Regions from separate parts of the Mus musculus genome. Here region 2 is linked to region 1. Evidence: chromatin contacts called from public HiChIP or PLAC-seq data. All regions are on one chromosome and are shown on one strand. The core of a region is the stretch at or near the end of the contact, and the rest is flanking DNA. Distances in the headings are between cores, read along the strand shown. Region 1 has its middle 9.9 kb from the start of 1700007L15Rik. Region 2 overlaps Kalrn (kalirin, RhoGEF kinase).

Region 1 (6,403 bases), core at 1,866-4,365:
GAGAAGCAGGGAAGGTTCAGGAAATATAAGTACTTGTTTGCTAAGTTTGGTGTTTGTTTGTTTGTTTGTTTGTTTCTCGAGACAGGGTTTCTCTGTGTAGCTCTGGCTGTCCTGGAACTCACTCTGTAGACCAGGCTGGCCTTGAACTCAGAAATCCACCTGCCTCTGCCTCCCGAGTGCTGGGATCAAAGGCGTGCACCACCACGCCCGGCTTGTTTGTTAAGTTTGATTTAACAACAACAAAAAAATTTTTTTACATTGACACCAAAGTATCAATGAGATTACCTTGATTTGAAAGAATCCGAGGGAAAGTAGAAGTTATCTTAGGGCTTCTGTGGCTGTGATGACACACCATGACAAAAGCCCCCTAGTGACAAAAGGATTGATTTCTTCTTACAGCTTGAAATCCATCCAGGCAAGTTGGAGTAGAAACCTGATGGAGAGACCATGGAGGACTGCTGCTTATTGGCTTGTCTCCCATGGCTTGCTCAGCTGGCTTTCTTACAGCATCCAGGACCAGCAGCCCAGGGGTGACAGAGTGAGCTGGTGCCACAGAGAGCTGGGCCCTCCCACTTCAATCATCAATCAAGAATGGAGAACAGGGGCTGGAGAGATGGCTCAGCGGTTAAGAGCACTGACCGCTCTTCTGAAGGTCCTGAGTTCAAACCCCAGCAACCACATGGTGGCTCACACCATCTGTCATGAGATCTGATACCCTCTTCTGGGGTGTCTGAAGACAGCTACAGTGTACTTACATATAATAAATGTTAAAAAAAAAAAAAAAGAATGGAGAACAGGCTTGCCCATAGAACAATCTGATGGGGGGGGCCATTTTCTCAATCGAAAAAGTTTTCCAACATTACTGTGGCTTGTATCAAGTTGACATAAAACCAGTCAGTATACATGTGAAAAGTCAAGTTATATAAGAAAGAGAGGAAGAGAGGAAGAAAGAGAGAAAGAGGAAGAGAGGAAGAGAGAAAGAGAGAGAGAAAGAAATAGAGAGAGAGAGAGAGAGAGAGAGAGAGAAAGAAGAAAGAAAGAAAGAAAGAAAGAAAGAAAGAAAGAAAGAAAGAAAGAAAGAAAGAAAGAAAGGAAGGAAGAAAGGAAGAAAGAAAGAAAGAAAAGCCTTAGGCCAGGCTGGGTATTAACCAAATGAAATGTGAGGAGCAACAAAATAAAGATGCTCTCCTCTAGGGCCCAGCAGTTACCACGGGGTAAAATGCACAGGCTCCCGCTGAGCCTCCTGACTGTCCACTTAGTGGCTGTACAGTCTGCCTCTCTTACTTCCTCTGTGCTGTTAAGTACCCTGACAACAAAACTCGGCCGGTGTTCTCTTAAAGCTGCAGTGAGTATTAAATATTAATACTTGTAAGTATTAATAATAGCTAGTTACATAGTTGTATGCCGTACATATTGTTGATATTATTAAGAACACAGCAGGACAAATTTCCTAAAACTAACACTTATGAATTCGGGAGGGAAAAAAAAGTTCTTGCAAGTAGATAGGGATGAGAGCAAAAGACAAAAACTATACAGATGTCTCCCCAAGCCCCATGAAAAGAACATGAGAAATATGCTTTGGGTGAGAAAACATGCAGAATGTTTAGCATGGAAGTCATATTTGGAGCTGAGGGCAAAATAAACAATGAAGCTGCAGAAAAAAAAAGCTGAACAGTTTTCAGAGGACTTATTGAGCTTGTTCTCTGGCTGACCAGTTCAGTGAGGCTCATTGTGAAGTTACTTCTATGCTGTGCCAACACACCCATGCATGCCTTTATCCCAGCACTTGGGAGGGAAAGGCAGGTGGGAGTTTGGGGCCAGCCTGTCTACATAGTAAAACCCTGTCAGGAAAAAAAAAAAAGAAGAAGAAGAAGAAGAAGAAGAAGAAGAAGAAGAAGAAGAAGAAGAAGAAGAAGGAAGTAAGGATGGAAGGAAGGGAAGGAGACCAATGAATCTGGTGCCTGCCAAGGGTTTAACCAAATAAAGACAAACTGACCACTCTTTTATACATTAGAGCTGTGGATTTCTGTTAAGCAGAAATGGTATCAATCCAAAGCGTCTCTTTTCTAGACCGTATAAACCCCACTTCTGTAAGCCACTAGAGAGGCTGAGGCAAAAGAACTGATTGAGTCTAGGATTCTGAGGCTAGCATAAGCAAACCAGTCTTTTTTTTTTTTTTTTAAGATTTATTTATTTTATATGAGTACACGGTTGCTGTCTTCAGACACACCAGAAGAGGGCATCAGATCCCATTACAGATGGTTGTGAGCCACCATGTGGTTGCTGGGATTTGAACTCAGGACCTCTGGAAGAGCAGAGAGTGCTCTTGACCACCGAGCCATCTCTCCAGCCCATACAAACCTCTCTTAAAACAACAGACAACATTTCAAAGCCTGGTATAGCAGTGCCCGCCTGTAAGCCCAGTCCTTAGGAGGTGGCGGCAGGGAGATCTGGCACTCAAGGGTATCCTTTAGCTGCATATGGAGTTCAAAGCCAGCCAGGACTAGGAAAGATTCTGTCTACATATAAGATTTCTGACAATTAAAAAACAGTAAACATAAATAAATAAATATTCCACACAATTGTTTATTGCTATTGTGTGACTATGTACACAACATCTCTATGGGTCTGTGTGCAGGCGTGCACTCCATCTGGGTGTGCTTACCTGTGCACACGTGTGGAGGCCAGAAGGATCATGTTCTTACCAACAGGATCTCTTCCCGACTCCAGAGCTCAAATCATTTAGCAGGCAGGTAGCCATCACATTTTAAAAAGGTATCAAAGCATATTAAAGTTACCCTGCTACTAAACAATTGTTTAGATCAACACAGAGGCTAGTTGGTTTGGAAAACAACAAAACAAACAAACAGACAAAAACCCAAACTTCCGGCCAGCCAGTATTCAGTCTAGGTATTAGAAGCCACATGAAAGTGAAAAGACTCTAAGAAGGGCTAAGCGAGGTACTGGGTTATGAAGTCCACAGTGTGATGTTGGAGGGCACCGGAAGAGCAAAGGGCAGGGAGGGGGCAGGGGCGGGGAGTCGGCACAGGAAGCCATGGGGGCTATTTCACCTTCTCACTCATTGGCTGGTTATCCTCAGCAGCAACCATCTCATACCTTCCTAAGGAGAGCTCTGTGGCCACAGGGAACCGAAGGGCAAGGCTAGGAGCATAGCTCAGCACTAGAGCAAGCTCTGTCTGGGTTCAACTCTAGTAACCAAATCCTAAAAACCAAGGCCAGAAAGGCCTCCAATGCTATGGTTCAGAGAGGAATTAGACTAAACTCACAGACAGCTGCAGGAGACAGAGAGGATTTAAAATGTCTAAACCCCCAGGCAAATCCCTTTCACACACCCCGTGAAGTGACTCACTTCTTTTTAATAAATACTGCTTCCTGGAGGCAGCCATTTTATTCTTTCGGAAGATTATGCATCTCTATATGTTTTGTTCTTCCCTTACAAGAGGGAGAGAGTGCTCAGAAAAAGTTCAAAAGCCAACTGGTTTGAGATGTGCTCTGTTTGTGAAAAGAAAACTTTCAGGCAAGTGTGGTGGCTCACACCTATAATCCCAGAACTCTGAAGGCTGAGGCAGAAGAATCCTGAAGGCTGAAGGTCAGCCTGGTGGACAAAATGAGTTCTTGGACAACCTGGGCTATAGAATGAGAGTCTGGCTCTAACAACAAGAAGGTAAGTTTTGGGCTGGAGAGTTGCTCCGGTTAAGAGCACTGATGGCTCTTCCAGAGGTCCTGAGTTCAATTCCCAGCAACCACATGGTGGCTCACAACCATCTGTAATGGGATCTCATGCCCTCTTCTGGTGTGTCTGAAGACAGCAACACTGTACTCATATATATAAAATAAATAAATCTAAAAAAAAAAGTTTTAGTATTACTGTTAAAATCATTACCAGGAGCTGGAGAGATGGCTCAGAAATTAAAAGCATTGACTGCTCCTCCAGAGGACCTGAGTTCAATTCCCAGCACCCACGTGGCACTCACAATTGTAACTTATATGTTCATACTAACAGACATACGCGCACGCAGGCAACAGAACAAAGCACATGAAATAAAAATAAATAATTTAAAATCATCACCCACCTGGCCTCAGGCCACACATCATCTGTTTGCATATGTCTAACCCCACATGCCCTCTCTAGCAGAGGTAGATATGACATACAAACAGCCAGCATACACAATGATAGTCCTATCAGCAAGGACAATTACTATTTAGAACACTCTGTTTTGGAAAGTCAGTGTGGGAGTGCAGAGTACTGGGAAAGTTTCCATCTCTTTCGTTTTTAAATGTTTTGCTGTTTATAAAAGTCAAGGTCAGCGTTCTGTGGAATCATTTACTCCACATTCCCCACGATGCTGGGTTGTAGGACCACCACGGAAAAGAAGCGCCAGATCTGTCCCTCTCATTATCTATCCATGGCACATCGTCACCAGTCCTACAAATCACCTCACACCGAAGGGAATAATGGTATAAAAGTCTGATTTATATATACATATATAATGTATTATGTATATATTATATATGCTATATATTTAGTATATGTATATAACACTATATACAATATAAAAATATATATGGTAACATTAAATGTACTGAAAATATACAAGAAGTATTGGCTTTACTATTTAACCAAATGTGTGATATTTGCCTGATAGCTTCTATGCACCCAAGAGGACTGCAGAGAATTCAGAGACTGTCCACATATCTGCTGTGCCCTCCCCTTCTCTGCCAGGGCAGGCTTGCATACGGAGAAACTCACAGCCTCCTAGGCTGCAGATCCACACTTTACTCCATTCCTGACCTCTGTTCAAGCAGAAAGGAGGGATAAGGCCACACAGCACAATACACTGGCACTGGAGACCACCCTCCATTTTTCCAAGGCTCCTTGGGTGAGCATCAAGACTCACATCTGTCCCCCACTCAGGAGTCGTCCCTGAGTGCTCCCTGTGTGTCGGAGAATGGACTGGTGCTGAGAATAATCATTCCACTGAGAATTCTAGACATTTGTTCTTCGATTCACAGAACAATGCTATTGAGTGTCTGGTAAGTGATGCTAGAAATACATTGACAAATAAGAGCACCTCCCAGCACAGAAAGAACCTACAGTGTCCAGCGGGAGGAGTAAAACATGTGATTCAGTCCAGGAAGTACACGCTAACCCAGGAATGAGCACAGGATGCTGGAGGAGGATACAGCCCAGCCCAGAGCCAGAACAGCTTCCCCAAGGTGACATTGAAGCTGAGACCTGAAAGGGAGTGGTAGGCAGAGCTCTGGAGGGAAAGAGAAAGGCCTGTGTAGAGCCCTATTGAGAGAAACTATACTGTATTCAGGGGCCTACAAACTATTCAGAACCTTAGGGAGTGGGAAAATGTACATATATAATAAGAAATTACTACACATAACACTATATACAATAGATAACTTTATTATATACTTTAATAGCAGTATATTATATAGCTTTATAACATATAAAATATATAACTTTGTATTCTTTCCAATTATATATAATACTATAGACTAACAATAAAAAATTATTCATTGTATAATATATAGTTATATAAAATATAATACATTTATGATGTTAGTATGTTACACAATAAAATATTTTTATTGCTACATAATAAAAATTTTAACTTTATATGTATGTGTGTGATATGTGTGTTATGTGTCAGCAGAGAACACCAACAAGTACCAGTGTACCTGAGACTAATTTAAAACAACTGACAAGGTCTCAGTGTGTATCCCTGGCTGTCCTAGAACTCTCAATAGACACCAGGCTGGCCTTGAACTTACAGATCTGCCTACCTCTGTATATCAAAGAGAGAAAGAGAAGGAAGCACCGACTTCCTTTTCTCCACCAGGCTCCCACTCTTCTTTTTAAAGGCTTGTTTTATTTTTAAATCACATATAATGTATATGTGTGTGGGTATGCCACATATGCCTCTGAAGGCCAGAGAGGGTGTTGGACTGCCTGGAACATGTAAAGGAAGCTTAATCCAGCATCCTGGCTACTATGGCAAGGTGTCACATCCAAAGACCTTCTAGGCCTATGTGATAGGCTGGAATTCTGACAAGCTCTGGATTACAGTATGATCTGGCTGGAATACAGACATACCTTTATTACACACCTTTAATCCTTAACAATAAAGGTAAGATTAGTTTGTAGAAGGAGGCAGCCATGTTTAAAAGTGATCCCTAATAGAGGGGCAGACAGAATGACAAATCAGAGAAAGATTTGACAAAATGAGTCAGAGAAAGGATATGCCCAGCTCTTCACAAGAACAGCACAGGAAAGGGAGGCGACTTAGAGCAGCGAAGAGAAAGAGAACAGGCTAGACACGGATGGTGGTATGTGATGTGTGTGTATGACAGTTTACATGAACATGTTTAC
Region 2 (6,326 bases), core at 2,991-5,490, 720 kb before region 1:
TTTTTTACCTGTCAGCAGCATACATAGTACATTTCAGTACTTTGAAATCTAGGCAGCAGGGGAGAGCTTCCTGGTCAGTACCATCTTGATTTCTCCTCGTCCTATGTCCAACCTGTCTTCATTAACCAGGCCGCTCTGGTTTGCCCTATCTCTTAAAAACATTACTCCCCTTCAGTGGCTGCTGCCCTTATGTTCTCCTTCAGATAAAACCCCAGCCCCACTCCAGCCATTCCCAAGGAGTCCTGGAAAGGCAGGGGGCTTTAACCTGGCAGGAGGAGGGAGGGAGGGAGGGAGTGGGAGTTGCGGGGGAGGGGGCTTCTCAAACTGAAGTACCAAAGTGGAAGTTAGAACAAGAAGGAAGCCCGGTTTGTCACACTCTTCTAAGGAGGAAAAGGACCAGCCCAGCCATTCTTAGCAGAACTAGAAATGCCTTCCCAGCAATCCTTCCTCTACTCCACCTCCTGGGACTGTAGCTCTCTTCACTGGGATACCACTGAGCCGAACACAGATCACTCCCCAGGGGAAGCTCGGATGCTGACTGTGGAATGATGTGCTGTCCCTGCGGGTAATGGTACCATCTGCCTGCCGTTCAAATTAGATCTGCCTGGTTTGCTTTAAAGACTCTTCTATCCAAAGATGACAGTGTATGCCAGCGTGACTCTATCATTCCCAGGAAGCAATCATGTGACTTTGCTGTTGTTTGTTTTGAGCCCTGGTTTAGTTTCATTGAAAGAAAACCCTCTCTTTTTTTGCCTATTTATTTATTTATAAGAGACTTACTATGTGGCCCAGGTTGGCTTCAAATTCCTGGCCTCAAACCATCTTCCTGCCTCGTCCTCCTACCTTAGCCTTCCAAGTAGCCAAAACCACAGGCATGCGTCTTCAATGCATGGTGGAAATGAACCCACAAAATGCATTGCTCTCATTCCAGCTTTGACTGCATCTAGTTTTATGTAACAATGTTTTAATTCACTTGACAAATGTTTAAGATCTGACTGCATGTTAGCCCTGGATCTAGAGCAGGGACGCCTGGAAGAGGCGGGGACCCATGGTGGTGCTTACTGCAGTAGGCTGCTGTGAGGATCAGTTAAGGTGATGTCTGTAAAGGGCTAAGATAGCACCAGGCACAGGACTCACTTGTTAATGACAGCAGTGTGCTGGACATAGACTCTGGCCTCTGGGTCATAATGATGAAATCCGCATTCCTAAACTATTTAATGGTCCTGGCTGAAACCATCACCACTGTGGTCAGTGTTGTGCAGTTGTCAAAGAAGTTGTCAAATGTGTCATCTTCTTTTTTAAAAAAAATTTAAATCAATTTTGAAACCTATGAATACTGCTATAGCATCATAATCATCTTATTTCATAAAGGACTCAACCAAGGACTGAGAAACCTAAGTGGCCCCAGGTTGTCCTTCTTCTGGGTGGGAACACGGGTGTTGTTTTGTCTTTGCTGGGGATGGAAGCCAGGATCTCCCATGTGCTAGGCAAGCACTCTACCCAGCACTGGGTCAATTATGATGCTTAGATCCCGAGAAGCCACATTCTCAAAAAAAAAAAAAAAAAAAAAAAAGGCCATTTTTTTTCTCCTGTTTCTTGACCTCAGCTAGCAATCTAATAGAAATCTTTGTCCCCCTATGATACAGCCACTGTGTGTGCAGATAGATCCTTTGATGCTTCTCCAGACAGTTTCTGCCTAGACTGGAGGGAAGGAAAAAAAAAATACACCTCTCGCCCCAAAGTTCTTGGTGCTCAGCTGAAGTTTAGGCAAGGTTGCCTATATCCTTCATAGGTAAGGTACAGAGTGCCTTGGCTCCCTGCCTGGTCCTTTTCGGTGACTAATGGGACTCATCTTTCAACTTCTGGAGGCAGTACCACTTTCTGGGTGGTACTTCCTGGAAGGAGGGGAGTCTTGGTTACACCCTGAAGTGGCCGAGAGGCTGCCAGTGGCCTTGCCTGTAAGTGAGCAGAGCTTAAGAGTTTGGGAGCTCGTTCTTCCACATTCTTCCTGCCCCTCTGGTGACCATGGTGAGGAACCCAGGTTGGAGGGAAGGACCCCTTCTGCTGCTGCTTTAAGGCAGCAGCTACTTTGTATCCGTGGCTCTATGGCTGTTAGCAGGAGTGTAGCACGTATGAGTTTCCTCTCTCAGAGCAGCTGGTGGATCACCAGATAACAGGACATCCCTAGCTTCTCCACTTCCAGCACTAGACTCTGTGCATTTTTAGGGATAGGGGTGTTATCTTTCTCCATCCACATGGGAGCCAAGCTTCACTGTTAAAAATGGTGCTAAACAGTCCGCACTGGCCAGTTTGCACAGCCCCGTCTCACACCAGTGCTATGAATCCTCTCTCTCTTGCTGGCAGAAGCCTGGAAGCTGAAGTGACCTGGTGTGGTCAGTCAGGACAATGGCAAGGACAATGGTAGACTTGCTAGTCTCAGCCCCCAGACCCTTAACAGCTTGTGATTTACCAAGCTACCTGGGGTGAGACACAAAGGCTTAGTACCTCTCTGACGTTTCCTCTGGCTTCCTTTCTCTTTCTGGTTTGTCCCTCTTTCCCCCTCCCCCCTCCCTGTCCCTTTTCTCCCCCCCCCACCTCTCTCTATCCCCCCCTCCCCCCCCCCCCGACTTTTCATCCTTTATCTCCTCCCTCTCCCTTCCCCCAGCTCCTGAAAGAAAAAGCATTCTGTCTGAGAAGGCCACCTCTCCTAGGGGAATTCTTGTTTTGGGAAGTCCAAGAGGCCTCCTTGGCAATCACTCTGGCTGGGCTGGGGGCTGGGAGAGAGAGGGAAAAGAGGAACCTGGAGAGCTCTGTGCTCTGGGAGCTTCCTGAGGTATCTTCTTACTCAGGAAGAACCGTGTCGCCTCCGTTTCTCTCCTTACTGTGGTCACCACAAAACCAAATGTTAGACAAAGAGGACTTGGCTGGAACTCAGTTCACCTCTTTCTATGCAAATTGGATCGTAATTTACATAATGTTTCAGAACTTGCTTTTATTTCACCTTGTGAACCTCTTCCAAGTAGACATTAGGAATTTGTGTTGTTGTTGTTGTTCTGGAACTCACCAGGCTTGGAACACAAGAGATCTGCCTGCTTCTGCCTCCTGAGTCGTGCTGCCCACCACACCTGGCAGAATTTTGTTTTTTTCCAGTGATGGTGCCGGCACGCAGAAACTTTTGCATGCTGGGCAAAGATACTATCAGTAATCTCAGTCCTCAGCCCTCCAGGATATTTGGACGGCTAAGTATGTAAACAGATTTGAGCTCGAAAACTGTTGGTGTGAGTTTTGTGTAGCCAGTAAAGCTTGTGGGAAGCTACGAGGGAGGGCTGAGGGTTAGGACGCAGGTGTTTCTGAGGTCACATGTGGACGGACACACTAATGCTTGAATGCTTGGCCTGGAGTTTGTCTCCCTTCCATACCTTCCGTTTCTGCAGAGGTAGATTTTTTTCACCACGTAGACCTGTTCTCTCACCTGTCCCCTCGGGACATCTGTGAACTCTAGAGGCTGGAGCTGCAGAGCCGACCCTCCCTCCACTCCTTGGTCATGTGACTCATCTCAAAAAGCAGGTCCAAGAGTTTTTTGTTTCTGTTCTTCGAGACATTCCATAAAATATAGGTCATTAAATCCATGTAAATGAGAAGGGAGGATCTATTTCTTTTTTCTGACTAGGGAAAAAAAATAGGTAAATGTAAAAAAATTAAATATAGGCAGATGAAGATAAAATTCCATGCCTTAAACATAACAACTTCTAGAGCAGTGGTTCTCAACCTTCCTGATGCTGTGATCCATTAATACAGTTCCTCATGTTGTGATGACCCCTGACCATTGAATTATTTTCACAGCTACTTCATAACTGTAATTTTGCTACTGAGCAGTGTCTCAGTTCCTAAGACCATTGGAGATAGATGCTTTCCAATGGTCTAACCCACAGGTTGGAAACGTGTGTGTGTGCATGTGCGTGTGTGTGTGTGTGTGTGTGTGTGTATACATTTACAGGGGTTACAAAATATTCTAGACTTTGAGAACAGATTACTAACCATAGGTAGCTTGAGATTGGAGCATTGTGGTTCCTCCCTAGAAAGAACCAGACACACCCCTTTGGGGCTTCCTATTTCATTTGAATACTGTTCAGTCTCAAACCTGGGACCTACAGCAAACTGAGGTGCCCATTTAACATATCAAGGAGTCCTGGCCACCAGACTCTCCTATCATCCCTCAATCTCTGCCTGTTACAAGGTATGGCTGGCATTTTCCCCACCCGCCTCCCTGAACTCCCCAGCCCAGAGGCTGGGCTACCCTCCCCATTCACTCTGGGCTCTCCCAGATGTTTCTGCCTCTGGCTATGCTCTCCCTCTTCTCTGTAGTAAATCTTCTCCACCACACCTAGGTCTTGTCCACCATTCTTTTCTCTTTTCCCTTCATCTGGTGCAAAACCCCAGGTCTGCTTTGCTATGTTAAATAGGCACCTCTGTTAGCCATTTGCCCTGGGTTTGAGACCTTAACAATATCACTAGATGCTTTTTAATCATGCATCAATGTGAATTGTTCCTATTTAATCAACTTCCTTATTTGAAGTGATATTTCATTTTTGCTCTAAACAGTATTATAAGGACACCTACCCATACCTGCATCCCAAGGGCAGATTCCTAGAGTGGAGGGTCTTCCCTGGGAGGATCTCTGAACTTGGAAGCTCATCTGCTACCAGTAGCTTCATCCCCTTTGAGAGGAGCAGGGTGCTGGGTTTTGTTTAGGATTATGAAAAGCACCCTCTGGAACTTGGAATTTCATGATTCCCAACTGTTTACCTCTGTTTACATTTTCTGAATTAACTTAATTCTTTTATATGAAAAAAAAAAAAGCCCTGGCTCAGAGTATAACAAACTAATACCTTTGATTCTTGGGCTATGTACTAATATACAGAGTCTATAAATAGAACTGTATTTTGTGGTTCCGTATTGCAAGGTAATAGATTGCTGTAATGAGAGGCTGGGTTAAGAGCCACAGTGAATGTGAATGCCGGATAGACTGCTTTTCTCTGAGACCTTGTACAACTTATATAAATAAATTCTTTTTCTTGTTTGTTTGAGGGTTTTATTTTCCTGGAAAATAGAAATGACCCTGGAATCTATTCATGGAGAATTTTGCAAAGCATAAATGAGTTGACATATGTAAACCACTCAGGCTGCTTTGTTGTAAGTGCTAGGGAAGTGTTTGGTTGTTGTGGATCATCCCGAAGTCCCGAGGGTCATGTTGAAATGACTTCAGCAGTCCCTTAATCATGTGGGAAGTTAAGGCACACACTTTCCGAGTCACTCCAAAATTTTAGGACTACCAGAATTCACCAGGTGTCAAAGACACAGTATCAAAAAAAATTTTTTTAATTAAGACAAAAAGTAGAGTACTTCAGTTGTTTTAATTGGTTCCATGTTAGAGTGGAGATAATATTCTGCAAGTCCTTGTTGTGTTGAGTAAATTTGGGACTAGTGCTCATAGAAAATTCTAGATGACGCTAGGTAGATTCAGGTTTCCAGATATTTTACAGTCCAGCTTGGGAACTGATCCGTAAGTGTGAAACAGTTATAGCAAACGAACAAGAAAAGGAAGAATTTGTCATCAAGATCAAGAATGCTGGCATTGTGAGTTCCTATCTGATTGCTAATTAATGTAATTAAGCAGATGCTAATGGGGTCATCTGGGAGGCTTCCCAAAGCACAGAACACAGGTTAGGGCTTTTAAAGGACTGCAATTCCAAGTGAATAAAGGAGCAGAAACATGCAGTGGACCACAAAGAAAGTAGGGCTGCCCAATCTATTTATTCCCTGGGGCTCAGTGGGCATGAAGTGAAGCTAGTTCAAACTGAGATGCCCCTCTGCTGCACACACCAGCTTAATTTAAAAAAAAAAAAAAAAGTAGAGTGCCACAATTGTTTGAATTGGGTTCCGTGTTAGAGTGGAGATGATATTCTGCAAGTCCTTGTTGTGCTGAGTACTATACATTGTACTTTGGCCTCTTTTTATTTTTTTAGTGGAAATTAGGGAGATGACATCATACTATCTATAGCAGATGACTTGGCCTTTGAAAGGGGGAGGGTAGTGAAAGCAGAATGCACCTGCCTCTTTGTTTGGAAAAGTTAGAGCGAGTTGGACTGGATCCGGCCAGCGGAGAGCACAGCTCTTTGGAAAAAAAAATCTAGGACAACGGGGGACCCGGCAAACTGGAATTTCCTCCTAGATTCCTGAAACTAAATTTTGACCAAAAATCCTTTCCCGTGGTAGCCACTTACTTACATCTGGTGCTCACAGATGTCTACTGGGATTCTGGGGAC

What was found. HiChIP or PLAC-seq counts read pairs in DNA pulled down with a chosen protein or histone mark.
Region 2: a contact with region 1 is called in an H3K27ac HiChIP or PLAC-seq map of embryonic stem cells, with 3 times the contacts expected there. The contact joins two enhancer-like sites. A contact is called at or near these places in 1 of 39 promoter capture datasets (liver) and 1 of 115 datasets of contacts at active chromatin or transcription factors (embryonic stem cells).

The regions. Positions count from the first base shown.
Region 1 is chr16:33,367,648-33,374,050 of GRCm38.p6, reverse strand. No RefSeq gene overlaps it. Among named protein-coding and RNA genes, the nearest start is that of 1700007L15Rik, 9.9 kb to the left of the region's middle. Within about 2 kb of position 3,115, at least 40 of the 459 cell types and tissues checked have an H3K27ac peak or open chromatin away from gene starts, as enhancers often do. A contact at or near this core is called in embryonic stem cells, where this site is marked.
Region 2 is chr16:34,084,090-34,090,415 of GRCm38.p6, reverse strand. The region is part of intron 34 of Kalrn (kalirin, RhoGEF kinase); the gene reads left to right. Among named protein-coding and RNA genes, the nearest start is that of Gm41448, 33 kb to the left of the region's middle. Within about 2 kb of position 4,240, at least 11 of the 459 cell types and tissues checked have an H3K27ac peak or open chromatin away from gene starts, as enhancers often do. A contact at or near this core is called in embryonic stem cells, where this site is marked.